Regions from separate parts of the Macaca mulatta genome. Here region 1 is linked to region 2. The links are chromatin contacts, called in public Hi-C maps. All regions are on one chromosome and are shown on one strand. The core of a region is the stretch at or near the end of the contact, and the rest is flanking DNA. Distances in the headings are between cores, read along the strand shown. Region 1 holds the start of PXMP4 (peroxisomal membrane protein 4). Region 2 holds the start of NECAB3 (N-terminal EF-hand calcium binding protein 3).

Region 1 (4,342 bases), core at 684-3,183, 48 kb after region 2:
CTGACCAAGTGCTGTGGCCATGAGCAATGGGTCTACCTCTGAGCTATAGCCTTTTCATCTGGAAAATGGGGACAATGGCAATTCTGATCTTGCACACTTATTCATTCATTCAATAAATATTTGAGAAACTACTAAATACCAGGTGCTAGTAATACACCAAGGAACAAAATAGATAAGTTATGGCCTCATGAAACTTACTTTCTTTTTTTTTTTTCTTTTGAGACGGAGTTTCACTCTGTCTCCCAGGCTGGAGTAGAGTGGCCCAATCTCGGCTCACTGCAACCTCCACCTCCTGGGTTCAAACAGTTCTCCTGCCCCTCAGCCTCCCATGTAGCTGGGACTACAGGCACATGCTACTACACCCAGCTAATTTTTGGTAGAGATGGGGTTTTGCCATGTTGGCCAGGCTGGTCTCGAACTCCTGATCTCAGATAATCCGCCTGCCTCGGCCTCCCAAAGTGCTAGGATTACAGGTGTGAGCCACCGTGGCCAGCCTGTGCTAAGCATTTCACACATATTGACTCAATCTTGATAGTATAAGTACTAGTACCATGCCCATTTTACAGAAATTGAGGCTTAGAGAGGCTAAATGACTTCCTCCAGATCACAGAGCAGGTGGGACCAGGGTTCAAGCCAAGGCATCCATATCCTCCCCACCATCCCACGTTGCCACTAGGATGCCAATTCCGGGGGGCACAAACCACTTTCTCTGGCTTGTTCTCTAATTTGTCCCTGGTTCTGGCACTATAGGACCTCAATAAATGGTGGCGGCCGGGCGCGGTGGCTCACGCCTATAATCCCAGCACTTTGGGAGGCCGAGGTGGGCGGATCACGAGGTTAGGAGATAGAGACCATCCCAGCTAACACGGTGAAACACCGTCTCTACTAAAAAATACAAAAAATTAGCCCGGCGTGGGGACAGGCGCCTGTAGTCCCAGCTACTCCGGAAGCTGAGGCAGGAGAATGGTGTGAACCCAGGAGGCAGAGTTTGCAGTGAGCCGAGATTGTGCGACTGCACTCCAGCCTGGGCGACAGAGCGAAACTCTGTCTCAAAAAATAAATAAATAAAATTTAAAAATAAAAATAAAAATAAATGGTGGCTGTTATGCACTAGGTTTAAAGGAGGCTGAGCTCCCCTCTAGGCACCAGCCAGGGCAATGACCCCAAGACCTCCTCTCTTGCAGGTAAAATGCCAGGATAGTTGCAGCTTCTTTTACATTCATTGTCAGTCCCAGGAGCCCCCTTAGCCAAATGGGACTTGGCGCTGGAGTCCCACAGGTGAGGAGTGAGAAGCAGGATGCAAGTCCATGGGCAGCTTCATGGGGACAGTATAAACAGGAGACTTCTGCCTGCCAGCTAGAGGCCAGAGCCTAGTTCCCCATTGTGCAAATAGGGCCGTTGAGGCCAGTCAGGCCCAAAGGCACACCGCGAGGCGAGGTGAACTGAACCCAAATAAGGGGATACAGGAGCTGGCATGGGAGGAGGTCAAAGCAAGAGGGCCAGGCTGCAAAGGTTGGAAGACCCAGAAAATGTGCAGTGGGAAACCCAGTTCAGGGCTGGGAAGGCGCGAAACCCAAAATCCAGCTCCCATTGCATAGATAGTGACCTCCGAGACTTAGAGACAAAAGAGGACTGCTCCAGGGCACACAGCACTGCGGCGTCGGACTTTGAACTCGCGCCTCCGACCCCAGCCAGGACATCCCTCAGCCCCAGCCCGGCCCGATGGCCCCACTCACACAGCCCCGTTCCGGAAGCCCTTAAGCACGGCCAACGCAGCGTGGTAGCGGCGCTTGCGCAGCAGTGCGTTGACGGCTACGAGCAGAGCCCGCAGCTGCGGCGGGGCTGCCATAGTGCGGGCGGCGCACCGGCTCGGGGTGCGGAGCTGGAAGCGCACTGACAGCCCGAGGGTCCAGCTGCAGCGCCCACAGCCCCTCGGTAGCGCCGCCAAGTCGTGGCGTCTATAAGCTGTTTCTGCCGTCACTCATGCATGGAAGGCCAATCAGAGAGCGTACTTGTGTCATGGGGCAATAGCACTCATCGAGATAGTTGTCTGACTGGAAGAGAAAGGAAAGCCTGTAACCAATCACAGTGGGGTCCGCCCAAGGACACACACACACACACACACACACACACACACACACACACACACACACACACACACACACACACGATTTGTCCAATCAGAAGGCATTTTCCCTTGGGCTATGTTCGGTTCACTAGTGGGTTTGGAAGGAGGCGTGTACTTGGAAGGAGGGCTCCAGAAGGAGGAGTCGCCCTGCTTAGAGCTGAGATGGGCGACAGGTGATGATACAGGGAGGAGCAGGTCCCCATCCGACTGGGGTATCCTTTACCATAGCGATCTTCTCAGAGTGTCAGTCACATGGCCCCTCAATGGCTTCAATGTACGTATGTATGTTTTGAGATACAGCCTTGCTCTGTCACCCAGGCTGGAGTGCAGTGGCGCCATCTGGGCTCACTGCATCCTCCCTCCCCCAGGGTTCAAGCAATTCTCCTGCCTCAGCCTCCTGAGTAGGTGGGACTACAGGCACCCACCACCATGCTCGGCTAATTTTTTGTATTTTTAGTAGATTACAGGTGCCCGCCACCATGTCCAGCTAATTTTTGTATTTTTAGTAGAGATGGGGTTTCACCATGTTGGCCAGGCTAGTCTCGAACTCCTGACCTCAGGTGATCCACCTGCCTTGGCCTTCCAAAGTGCTGGGATTACAGGCGTGAGCCCAGCCGGCTTCCACTTATTCTTAGAATCCAAACTCCTCCCCAAGGCCCAGGAGAGAAGACGTCCTGTGATCTGGTCCCTGCCTCTCCCTATGACCCCACGTTCCAGCACTTGCCACCTCACTGCTCCGCAGCCAAATGGCCTCCCTTCTGTTCCTTGGGCCAAGAACCCTTCTACCTCAGAGCCTTTGCACTGGCTGTTTCCCCGCCTGGTATTCGCCATCCTGGGCTCTCCCCATGATGAGCTTCTTCTCATCCTTCAGGTTTCAGCTCAAATGCCACCTCATCAGAGAGACTTTCTGAGACATCCAATTTGAAGTAGCATTGTTCACTCTGACTCATTACCCTGGCTCTTTTTTTTTTTTTTTTTTTTTTTTTTTTTGAGACTCAATCTATCGCTCAGGTTGGAGTGCAGTAGTGTGATCTCAGCTCATTGCAACTCCTGCCTCCCAGGTTCGAGGGATTCTTCTGCTTCAGCCTCCCGAGGAGCTGGGACTACAGGCGCACACCAACATGCCTGGCTAATTTTTGTATTTTTAGTAAAGATGGGGTTTCACCATATTGGCCAGGCTAGTCTCAAACTCCCGACTTTGTGATCCACCCGCCTCAGCCTCCCAAAGTGCTGGAGTTACAGACATGAGCCACTGTGCCCGGCAACCCTGGTTCTTATGTGTTTTTTTTCTTTCACAAAACTTTTGACACTTTGGACTTACTTGTTTACTACGTGTTCATTGTCCATTGCCCTTACCAAACTGTAAATTCTATGAAGGAATAATGTCTCAATTTCTGCTATAACCCCAGCACTGGGCACATGGTGGGTACTCAACACTTGCTTGTTGAAGCAACACATAGTTTTGGGTTGTCATCTCCCAGAGCATTGATGGGTGACATTAACATATGATGTCACTCACTGTGTGGAGTTGTCACTGAATAACAGCTACACATTGAGTGGTGGCTGTGACTTGTGAGGGTGTCCCCTGGGACTTGGGCCATATGGTATTTGCCAGTGATATTATTGCCTCGGTGTCAGGGGACAATTTCAGAGGTCAATAAAGGAGGGAGTTGTGCTGGGCCTATTTTGTCACTGAAACTGGGTTTTCTGGGATTTTTCTTTTGTAATGGTAGGCTACTTTATTCAGTTAATCCTTCCTCTGAAGATAATGACTATGTTAGACAATATATTAAAATATTCTCTTAAAAATACTGAAGTTCCATGACTGGGCGCACTGGCTCATGCCTGTAATCCCAGCACTTTGGGAGGCCAAAGCGGGCGGATCACTTGAGGCCAGGAGTTCAAGACCACCCTGGCCCACATGGTGAAACCCCCGTCTCTAAAAAATTAAAAAACAAACAACAACACACACACAAAAAACAAAACAAAAACAAAACAAAATGCTGAAGCTCTGCCAGGTGCAGTAGGTAGCTCACGCCTGTAATCCCAGCACTTTGGGAAGCCAAGGTGGGTGGATCTCTTGAGCCCAGGAGTTCGAGACCAGCCTGGGCAACATGGCGAAAACCCATCTCTACTAAAAATACAAAAATTAGCCAGGCCTGGTGGCACACACCTGTAGTCCCAACTACAGGCGTAGGAGGATCACCTGAGCCT
Region 2 (4,532 bases), core at 1,213-3,712:
GGACTAAACACTGCAAAGACCCAAGTTCAAGCCTATCAATTAAAGGCTGTGTGACCTTAGGCAACCTGCTTCACCTCTCTAGGCCTCTGCTCCTTTATGAAACAGGGTGAATTCCAATCTAGCTGGTGGTTGTGAGGACAACAGGAGGCCATGAAAAGGAAGTGCCCATCACCGTGCCAGGGTGCTGTGTGAAAGTCAGCCCCTACCTCTAGCCCCTGGCCAAACCACATTCCCGCCACTCTCCATCCTGCCAAACTTGGCTGAGAACAGCACCTCCTCTGGGAAGGACGCCTTGATTGATTCTCCTGTTTTGGGCCTCCAAGATTTGTCTCGACTCTTGACTTCCCACCCAACCTTCCAAGTCTCCCTGGGCCTTCTGGATGCTTCCCACCCTGCCCCACTGTGGGACCCAGGGGAAGCCACACTCACCATTCTTGTCTGCTCTGCGGAAAACCTAGAGGACAAAGGGACATGGGGGGAACTGTGAGTGCTACCCAGGAAGCCAGAGGCCCCCACTCAACCCGACAGGGTCCCAGCTGGCTGGCCTACCCCCTGCCTTGCCTTTCCTCCTGCCCAGCCTGGTCCCAAACCCCCTGCCCAGCTCAGCCCTGCAGGAGCTTTTCCGGCAAGCAGGGCGCAGGAAGAGCACGCAGCGGGTGCCACCTCCACTCACTTCTCCTGCAGGGCCTGGCCTCGTTGGGGGTGCTCCTGGCCAGTTCCCTGCGTCCCCACCTCCCACACCCAGAGTGCAGCCCAAGTTCTATCTAATACCTCAGCCCCTGGCACGGTTCCAGCATGAGGAAGGTTGAGGAAATGGGCCGGCTTGCGGCCCAGGAATCCTGCACAGCCGTCCTAGACCTGAGCCCCGAGCTCTGCTGTGTGGCCATGGTCTATCCCAGCTGCCCTCTCTGAGTTGTTTCCTTGCATGCTGTTGAAGACAGCAGGCAGTGGCTACTCTGTCTCTGCAGGTGTCTGAGTTACCCACTAGCAAATAGATCAGGAGCAGCTGGGGTTAACTCTTTCAGGGCTGGGGCTTCCTATGGGGCTGACAGTGAGGACCTTTGGCAGGCGTGTGTGTACACACACAAGTCCAAGGGGGAGTGGGGGTGGCAGAAGGCAAGGTCAGCAGATTTCATTTATGAAGTGAAGATGAAGAGCAACAGAGGCAAAGAGGAGCAGAGTCAAGACAGGTCCCCATCTCTCTTAGTGACCTGCTCCCAGGTCACCCAAAGCAGCCCAGCAAAGGGGAGACTGGCAGGCCTGGCAAGCAGGGGTGGGCCAAGCCTGGGCTGAGAGCCCCCAGGAACTCCAGGTCCTGAACGCCAACCCCCTCCAAGATCCTGTTTTTTCAGCGTCAGCAGGGCTCAGAAAGACTCTAACCTCTAGCCTAACTCAGAGAAGCTCTGCCACTGGCTGAGGGACACACAGCAAGCCAGGGAGGCCCAGGTGGGGTAGATGGAGATCTTGGGAGCGGGGAGGGGTGCTAAGCTGGGAATGGGGACACCTGGGGTCACCCTGTTGTTCCCCTGCCTCCATGACTGACCTGGGACATATCCCCTCAGGCCTTGGTTTTCCTACCTGGGAAGAGGGAGGGTCAGGTCCCTTCCAGCCAGGGATGTGGTCAAGGTGCTGAGTCACTAGGGGCAGTGGGAAGGGGGCGGGAGACAGCTTTGCCTCCCTCTGGAGTTGGGGCATGAGGGGGCCAGGACAGAGCGTAGCACAGGTGGAGAAAGGGCTCAGGGCCGTGGCTGGTGCCCATGGGGGCTGCAGGGCCACCCGTGGTCCCATGGGAGGGTGACTCTGTGCAATCCTTACCAACTGTAGGACTCTGCTGCCCTGGAGTGGGGCCTGAAGGACTCTGGGGGCGGCACTAGAGTCAGAAGTGAGGGGACCCTTGTGCTTCCAGGCTCCTCTTCCCCAGTCAGCCCAGCCTGCGGCTGCTACAGAGTGGGGTGACGGCTGCTGTGATTGTCGACAGCTCCCCCCCAACACCAGACACACAAGTAGGGTGGGCTGAGGGGTGGGGGGCAGCAGGGGTAGTGACACTGGAGCAGGGACAAGCGGAGACATAGACGAGACAGAGAGACAGAACAGGGGACACAAAGGCAGAGAGGTCAAGAGAAAACAGACAGCAGGGCCAGAGAGAGAGGCAGAGACCCAGAGACAGCGGCGGGGCCCGAACAACCCCAGAGGGTGAGACTAACAGAGACTCGGGCGGGGAGACACCGCGAGCACAGCCCGCGCCCACTCACGTCCTGGAAGAGCGCGTGTCCGGCGGGCCCGGGGTCTGGCGCGAGCTGCGGGTGCCGCGGGGGCTGGGGCGGGGACTGGGGCTGGGGCTGGGGCGCGGGCGGCCGGAGCAGGCACACGGTGAGCAGCCCCACGCACGCCATGGCAACGCCGCCCGCTCGCTGGGGCTCGGCTGCGGTTGCTCCCGACCCTGGACGCCGCGGCGGACTCTGTGGGGCTGGGGGCCGCCCCTTGGCGCCGGCGCCGACGCGCGGGCTCAGGCCCCGCCCCCGCCCCGCCCCCGCGGACGCCGGGTTCCGGGTCTGGAGATTGAGCGCCGGGTTCCCTCGCCTCAAGGTCCAACTCCAGCGTCGCGGGCCTCCGCGCTTCCGCGGCCACGGCGGAGGGGGAGGTGCCCGAGGGTTCCGGTCCGGCGACGGCCTGCCGGGAGCAGAACCTAGGGGCTGCGCGCCCACCCGGAGGGACAGGGTGACCAAGCCAGTGCCGAAGAGTCAGGGTGATACGAGTGGGTAAAACCCACCAGGACTTCACCTTTCGGGGCGTCTGTATCCTCATTTGCAAAAATGGTACCGGTAGACACCCTATGGGATTGTTGGGACTCATTCAGTGTCAAGTGCTTACAACGGGGGCTGGCGCAGAGGAAGCCCACAGGTCCGTGTGGCCGACTCCCAGGCATCCCGACGCCCGCCCTCTCTGGCACTCAGCGCGGCCCTTTCCCCTCCCCTCGGTGGCTTTGGCCCTCCCTTCAACCCGTTCTCCACACAGCAGCCAGGGGGAGCTTTTAAGATGCGAAAGAGGTACCACTTCGGTCTCCAGTGACTCCTTGGCCCCCGAATAAAGCTTAAGACTGAACGCCCCGCTCCAGGAGCACCACTCTGACCCTCACCTCAGGACCGCAGCCACTACTTTCTCCGGTCCTCTATCCCTCTCCCTCCTGCCCACGGCCTTTGCCCGTCGTGTTCGCTTGTTTTCTTCCTCTGGTTAACTCCTACCTATTCTACAGCGCTGAACTCAAGCACTTCCTGATTTTCTCATTTAAGTAGATCTCCTTCAGACCCTGAGAGCACCAAGAAGGGAGGTAACACTCGTGTCCCCAGAACTGCTAAATACCTGACACAGAACCAGTCCACTGTCATTTGTTGCATGTTTACTAATGTCCAGAAACGTCTGGAAGACAGCAAACTGAGCACAGTGGCCTCTGGGGCTGGGAAAAGGAGAGGCCACTCATTACGCTGCACTTCGGGCAGCACTGAGTAGCATTCTTGGCTTTCCACAAAAACCTTTACTGGATCGGCTTTTGAGTTAGGACCAAAATAGCGATGAAGCTGACCTTTCTTCGAGTTCTGAGACTCAAATCAAATCGAGCAGGGACGGAGAGAAGGGAAGCGGAGAATGGGCATTTCCCCAGCAACCTTGGCCTCTCCCGCCCCGAACTGTTCCCAACAGAGTCCCAAAACCCGACCCAAACGTCATCAAAATATTTATTAAAACCAAAGCAGGAGGGAACAGAGCTGTTAGGAAGCAAATCAAAGTGCAGATTGGAGGGTGGGGCAGAGCAGTGGGGAGGCAGGCGCTTCAGACACCGCAGGAGGGACCACAGGGTCTGGGCTGGGGGAGGCCTTCACCACCCCTCCTGCCCACCACATCAGTGAAGGTCCCCCACTCACCTCTCCCATCTCATATCCATCCTGGGGGGCAGCTGGAGCCCTGAACTGGCCCCCTGGAGAGGCCCCACCCCACCATCCGTCCACCCATGGCTGTCAGTCAGTCTGTCTCCCTCCCTCACTTTCCCAATAAATAAATCACCTAGGCCTCAGCTCCTTCGGTGTGGGGCAGAACAGCTCAGGGACCCCTGTCCTTGCTCAAGGGTAGAGGGAGTTGGGGTATCAACCCCACACCCCTCCTCCCCTTTGCTGATTCCCCAGGCTTGCCAAAGAGGCCTCGATAAATAAATAACGCTCCATTAAAGCTTCAATCAGAAAAAAACCTTTAAGACAGAAGTGCTCTCACCGTCCTACAAGCCCAGCCAGCCAAAGCCTCCCCACCTGGCCTGGTCAGAGCACCAGATTCTGGGAGCAGGCACTGCCCTGGGCCTTGTGGGACCCCCAGAGCAAAAGGGCCGAAAGTGCAGTTAGAGCCCCCCCACGCGCACACATGGACTCATGCACACACATGTGGACACACTGGGGCGTGTCTGCAGTGCACACACAGGTGTATGTTCACCTTCATTCCCCGGTACATGCACACACACATGCTCACACACATTCACCCCGGGTACACAC

What was found. A called contact is a pair of places that touch in the nucleus more often than the background predicts.
Region 1: a Hi-C map of cortical neurons shows a contact between it and region 2, with 6 times the contacts expected there. The contact joins the promoter of PXMP4 here to the promoter of NECAB3 in region 2. A contact is called at or near these places in 6 of 14 Hi-C or Micro-C datasets (CD4 T cells, blood, cortical neurons and 3 more).

Annotation. Positions count from the first base shown.
Region 1 is chr10:86,492,356-86,496,697 of T2T-MMU8v2.0, forward strand. PXMP4 (peroxisomal membrane protein 4) reads right to left here and starts at 1,934. Exons shown (of 4, transcript XM_077951587.1): 1 at 1,737-1,934. The coding sequence starts at 1,849.
Region 2 is chr10:86,444,229-86,448,760 of T2T-MMU8v2.0, forward strand. It overlaps NECAB3 (N-terminal EF-hand calcium binding protein 3), which reads right to left and starts at 2,463. Exons shown (of 11, transcript XM_077951585.1): 1 at 2,253-2,463; 2 at 430-454. The coding sequence starts at 2,393. E2F1 (E2F transcription factor 1) reads right to left here. Exons shown (of 7, transcript XM_001103717.5): 7 at 3,715-4,532.